Linked DNA regions of Mus musculus: region 1 is linked to region 2. Evidence: chromatin contacts called from public HiChIP or PLAC-seq data. All regions are on one chromosome and are shown on one strand. Each heading gives the region's core, a stretch centred on a gene start, on an enhancer-like site or on the middle of the called end of the contact. The rest is flanking DNA. Distances are from core to core; before and after follow the strand shown.

Region 1 (3,164 bases), core at 260-2,759, 270 kb after region 2:
ATTCATAAAACTCAAGTGTAGTAAAACTGGTGAAGATTGTAATCAAAGCCGTGTCCCCACACATACCATTTTGGTCATGGAATGCAGAGCATTCCAGCTATCACTGCTATATTAGGGCAGGGGGAGGTGCTAACATACATGGACTTTACCAATATGAACTTTTAGGTAATTTTAACTGAGCCAGTTGGTTTGGCCTGCCTCTGCTTTAGAGGGGACACAGTAGAAGACGTGATTCCTGCCCTCCCATGACCCGAAACAATAATTCAGTTTCCTTATGTCCTAATATTTTCATCTCCATAGCAGGAATTTACAAATTTGTTCCCATCATATTACCTATATTTAGGTATTTGCCCTCTACAAGGTATTTAAGCATAACTATGAACCCATCAACTAATGACTGAAATGCTCAGAGTTCCAAAACTAAAAAATAATCCATAAAAATGATTCATAAAAATTTTGATTTTAATATTTAACATTGCTACATTGGTACTACATTATATTCTAAACCACATTCAAATATTGAAACAAAATATTTCAGAAAATATCATTTACTCTCTAATTGATGTTAATGAGATCCATAATTAGTTTTTCCTGAAGAACAGTGGAGTGTTAATTATATACCCCAAAGGAGATCTTGATTAAAAGCTATAAAAGACAAGTTACATTGGATCTCAACTTATGTACAATTCTTGGGTTAAACTATTTTAAAAGTCAATTCTCCCTCCTTTTAAAATATAATGAAGCTATACTTAGTAAATAAATGAAACCAACTGTCCCAAACAACTGTTGCTTGGTAGCTTAAAGCATTCACTTTGGTCTTTTGGTATAGTATAGAATAACCAACAAAGAAAAGAACCATAAACTATTTTGATACTGACATGAACTTAAAATAAAACATGTCCAAATTTAAGCATACAAATATAACTCAGTTATCTGCCTCAGTGACAGCAGGAACTCACGCTATATAGCACGATACAAGGTACAGAAGAGAAAAGGCTGACCAAATACTCACTGGGTTTCCTCATGGCTGGGACTAAGTAGCTTTGTCCTCTTACAAAAACACTGTCTGGACAGAATTCCCAAGCAAGCACTTGGTCGACTCTGGAGCCTGTCCGTCACGGGCTCTGTGGCCGCCCCTTTCCGCACAAACAAAAACAGAAAGAACTAGTGCACCTGCAAGCCCTTGCTGGACGGAACTTTGTGGATGTACACAGTCTAAGCGCGCCGAGACAAGGAAACTCAGACGCTCGGGGGTTGGCTCAGCTTGAACCGGCAATGGATCCAGACAAAAAGATTCTAGCTGAGAAGGAAGGTGTTACTGTTCCAAGTCATACCAAGCAAAGAGCAAACAACAGAAAGCAGTCGTACCTGAGGCAGCCCTGGAGGTGATGCGGAGGAGGATCATTTGTTTACTTTAGGAAAAAAAAAAAAAAAACGAATCTAGACCTACCCGGGGCACCTCGTCTCTTCCTCTTTTCTGGGGCTCCCTTCATATCCAGATGCAGAGGAAGTGTTGCAGTTACCAGGAAGGAAGTTTTAACCAAGTTGATTATACATGTGATTGCTCATTTTAAAAGTGTCAGAAATGCATTTCCTGCTGAAGCACACACAGAGCAGAGCGGAACAGAGAACGGTGTTTGCCTTACTATTTCTCTCACTCTTTGAATTAACTCTTCAAAGATTGTGAGAGACTCAGACAAACCAAAAATATACCCAAGGCATAAACAAATGAAGCGTGTGTGTAGCTAGCAATAAGTAGAAGAAAGGGCTGCGTAGCCACAGTATTGGATTGCTTGTAGTGAAATCTATTTCCCTTTGAGAATTCGAATAAGCCCTAGTGTGTGTGTGTGTGTGTGTGTGTGTGTGTGTGTGTTGTAACTGTGGACTGTTGGGCTCAGTCTGGATGCTTGCAAGAGCAAAGCCTGGGAACTCACTTCCTTACATTGGTGAGACCTCCCCCTGCCTCCCTTCTAGACCATTCAAGTCTCAAAATATCACAAACTGAAAGTCCTGCAGCATGCAATGTGTGTGCCTGTTGCTGATATGCTGAGTGTGTGTGTGTGTGTGTGTGTGTGTGTGTGTGAAAATGAATTAGTCAGACAAAACAGGAGGACATTGCTCTCCTGGCGACATTAGGGAGCTAGAAACTGCCTGCTCCAGGCAGGTAATCACTGAGAGATGGCTTCCAGTTTCCACAGGCTTGGAGAACAGGGAGGAGGCAGGCTCTGAATTCTTCTTAAAGCAGTCCTATATTTTCCAAGTAACCTCAATTCCTTCTACAACCCTAAGCATAGCCAGTCGTCCCCTGTTCCAGGGGTCTCTATACCAGGGCTTATTCTCCCCCACTAGGCTGTCAAGGATTCCAGCTGGAACAGCAAGAAGGATAGAGGAGCCTCACACAGCCCTCCGAAGCACAGCCTCATGAGTTTCTTTGAGCTTCGTGGATATTGAGATAGAGTCTCTGACCTGTTCTATTTCCTCTCACACAGTCCTTGTGATGGTTCGTACAGATTGTAAACGTGACAGGATCTGGAATCTAAGAGACAAATCTCTGTGCATCCCTATAAGCCTGTCTCTAGACTGGCTTAGGTGAAGTATATAAAGGTCCACTCTAAACATGGGAGCTGCAGTTCTGGATGGGAGAAAGCCAGAGAACGGCAGGCCCTGTTCATCTGCTTCCTGATGGCAGATGCAATGTTAGCAGCTGCTCTATGATCCTGCCGGCATGACTTTCCTGCCACGATGCACTGTACCCTCAAATTGGGAACCAAAATAACTCCCGTTCTGCCTTAAATTGCTTCTGTTGGATGCTTTGTCACAGCAACAAGGAAAACAGTACATAAAAGATAAAGTCCTTTGGGTCTTAGCTTTAAAATAGTGGTTTAAGAGTCAATAGCAGTGGTCAAGTCTTGATTCAAAGGCTGCTGAATTTCAGATATGTAAAGGGGGTATTTCAGCTTTCCAAAGCATATTTCTATGTAAGCATACTTCCTTGAGAGGTTGGTATCTTTACAAGTCTCAGGGTAGCTTGAATTGTTTAGGGGGGAAGACTTACCAAGTTATGCTTCACTCAGTGTGTGTGTGTGTGTGTGTGTGTGTGTTTGGGGGGGCCCTGACAGCAGGTGAAGTGAGTAGGGCTCTTCAGAGGGGACGCTGACCTGAGG
Region 2 (2,869 bases), core at 300-2,799:
CCCAAGTCATACTGAGTGTGAAAAATTGATCATGGCTCACTAGTGAGGTCTAACATGCAGGTGGAAAAGTAGAGGGCAGATTAACAAATAGTCAAAATTAGTTTTCTAGGGCTGGAGAGAAGGCTCTTTTGTTAAGAGCACTGGCTGCTCTTCCAGAGGATCTGGGTTCAATTTCTAGCATCTACATGGTGGCTTATAACTGTTAACTCTACTCCAGGGGATCTGACACCCTCACACAGACATGCTCATGAAGGCAAAACACCAATGCACATAAAATAAATACTAAATGTTAAAAAAATTAGCCTTTTTTCTTAAAGCTACTAAGATTTTAGCCTGCGTTTACATTACATATCAGGATGCGAAGGCCCAGATGATTAAAGTCGTTCACATAAGACTTGCTGGAGTACACACTGAGTTCAGAGTGCTCTCTACAGAGATGCCGCCTGGATGCTGCTGTCAGTGCTCCAGTCACTAGGGCTATGAAGAGGAAGACACTGCAGCAATAAGCAATGGACTGAGAACTAGGGTACTGCTGCTGTGTAAACTAAGGGACAGCAATGTCAGGAAGTAGTTCAATGAGCAAATGTTGCAGAGATTTCAAAACTAGGAGACAAATTTTGTGTAAAGTAGGAGAAGCAAAATCAGACTGCACACTTTACTAAGAAAAGAGTAACACCAAGATGAAGACACCATGCTCAAGATAATCAACTTTTTCTCAAAACTTGACAGGAGACAGGAAGCTCCAAGAAGGAATTTTCAATTGGTATTTTATATTATCCCATTTTGCTTATTTATTCATTTATTTATTTTTCCCTGCAACAGAGATAGAGAAATGAAAAGTTTTAAAAGTAAAATGTGTCAACAGATATTTATTCTAATGTTGCTTACCACTGTTTTTACTTATAAATGTAGAAAATGAGAGTTTCCTGGGGTCATTTAAGAAGTAACCTCAAACTCTCAATTAACCATGGAAGACATGCACTGCATTATATACTTAAGAACTGAAGGTTTGAATTAGTTTACTATTTGTCTTTAAGGCTAGTCTAGTTTTCCAGAACAAGAGCATTTAAAGCATAAAGCTGCCAAGTCACACAGACCGCACACCTTAGAAGCATGGCTGGGAAGTGCTAGTCATGGTTCTGCCCACCATGCTAAGCACTGGGCGGTCTCACTCCCTACCCAGAGGGCAAGGTGCCATTTAAATAGGAATGCAAGTAGAGCGTTCCTCTAGATTAACCCTGAAGGTTGACCAGTTTGAAATTCTTTAGAAGGATTTTAAATGAACCTTGTGAGTGCCCATTTGGATCTCTTCCTCATTATCACAGCTGGCGGCTCTAGCAAAGTCTTCCACATCTTGCCATTCCTTATTGCTTTCCTTATGGAAGCACAGCCGCGTGCCTGAAGTTGAATTAGAAAGAAGGGATCAGATTACAAGCCTGCTGTGCTACCAAGGCAGCTGCAAATCATTTAAGTACTTCTTTACCTTTCAGAAAGCAGTGCCAAATGGTGGATGGCCAGGAATTGCACCAGCCCAGATCATCATCATCTGACAGGGAGGACATACAGAAAATGCCTGACTCTGACTCACTGTTTGCCTGTACAGAGAAAACAGAAACTTCTGTTTTGTTATTTTTAAAAGATCTTTTAATACCTCTTTTAAACTCGAGCTTTCAAATAAATATAACTTAGTTGTAAGATTAAGGAAAGTAAGCTTTCACTATTGAAGGACTTTTTTTCTTGAAGTTTTAAATACTGTCATCTGTAATAAATTTTCTTAAAAATAGAAATACAGAATCAAATGCATATAATGAACAATGAAATATTTTTGTGCATCTGTATGTTCTTCAAAACAATCTCTCAGATTGGGGAAAGGTAATGTTTTCAACCACTGTATAAACTTTGTAGAAGTTTGACTTCATGAATAAACTCACCCTTTCATGTCTTACTGGTGTTTCTTCCTTCCAGTGGTCATGAGGGAAGGCTGGCCCACTTTTTGAAGAAGAGGACACTGGTGGTGGGCGTGCATAGGAATGTAAACTTTTGCTAGTAGCTATGATGTGTACAGGAGATGATCTAAAATAAAGCAGTTTTTATTATCAGTGTAGGCAGGTCCATAACGAACATCTTTTCTCTTGATAACAGCATATTGCTAATGCTGTTACACAAGAGACAACTATGGAAAGCTCTAGTAAAGACAGCAAGCTGTCCCTTGAACTTATCATTAACCTTCCTCATATATAAACTCACTGGTATATGTTAAAGTGTTCTTTCTTATCGAAGACTCATCACATTTTCTTAAGCTTTTTAAAAATCAAAAGTGGCAAGGAACTTGGGATTTTCCTGCCCCAAGGTCAGGGATTGCATGTATGTACACTACACCTGATTCCCATCTCTTTTATTCCCATACAGATAAATATGCATATCATTATGAAGTAAATACCCATCTATTTCTTAACTCCGAAAACTCAACAGTACTAACCTGGCCAGCCATGTATCACTGGGTGAACTGCCTTAAGTAAAACTACAAATAGAAAACAGCCTGCTTGCCGGGCGTGGTGGCACACACAATTAATCCCAGCACTCGGGAGGCAGAGGCAGGCAGATTTCTGAGTTCGAGGCCAGCCTGGTCAACAGAGTGAGTTCCAGGACAGCCAGGGCTATACAGAGAAACCCTGTCTCAAAAAACCAAAAGAAAAGAAGAGAAGAGCCGAGCCTGTTTCCATTTGTAAGAAGACACTGTTTCTGTGAGTTACACATAAGCATACAGATGTACCGTCACTTTCCCACAAGGATCACTTACACACTGGCTTCCTTCCCTAGCAAAGTCTCTACTGAGCAGTGCTCTTTCAAGCCCAGCAGGGATCCCAAG

The links. HiChIP or PLAC-seq counts read pairs in DNA pulled down with a chosen protein or histone mark.
Region 1: a contact with region 2 is called in an H3K4me3 HiChIP or PLAC-seq map of bone marrow-derived macrophages, with 2.5 times the contacts expected there. The contact joins the promoter of Pik3cg here to the enhancer-like site in region 2. A contact is called at or near these places in 2 of 39 promoter capture datasets (the 3T3-L1 cell line and the HPC-7 cell line), 2 of 484 Hi-C or Micro-C datasets (bone marrow-derived macrophages and double positive thymocytes), 6 of 115 datasets of contacts at active chromatin or transcription factors (T-cell acute lymphoblastic leukemia, bone marrow-derived macrophages, double positive thymocytes and 3 more) and 3 of 9 other capture datasets (adipose tissue, liver and pancreatic islet).

The regions. Positions count from the first base shown.
Region 1 is chr12:32,207,150-32,210,313 of GRCm38.p6, forward strand. Pik3cg (phosphatidylinositol-4,5-bisphosphate 3-kinase catalytic subunit gamma) reads right to left here and starts at 1,510. Exons shown (of 11, transcript NM_001146200.2): 1 at 1,369-1,510.
Region 2 is chr12:31,935,687-31,938,555 of GRCm38.p6, forward strand. It overlaps Cog5 (component of oligomeric golgi complex 5), which reads left to right. Exons shown (of 23, transcript NM_001163126.1): 23 at 1,491-1,944. Hbp1 (high mobility group box transcription factor 1) reads right to left here. Exons shown (of 11, transcript NM_153198.3): 4 at 1,932-2,073; 5 at 1,484-1,595; 6 at 1,286-1,398. Among named protein-coding and RNA genes, the nearest start is that of Hbp1, 13 kb to the right of the region's middle. Within about 2 kb of position 1,550, at least 34 of the 459 cell types and tissues checked have an H3K27ac peak or open chromatin away from gene starts, as enhancers often do. A contact at or near this core is called in bone marrow-derived macrophages, where this site is marked.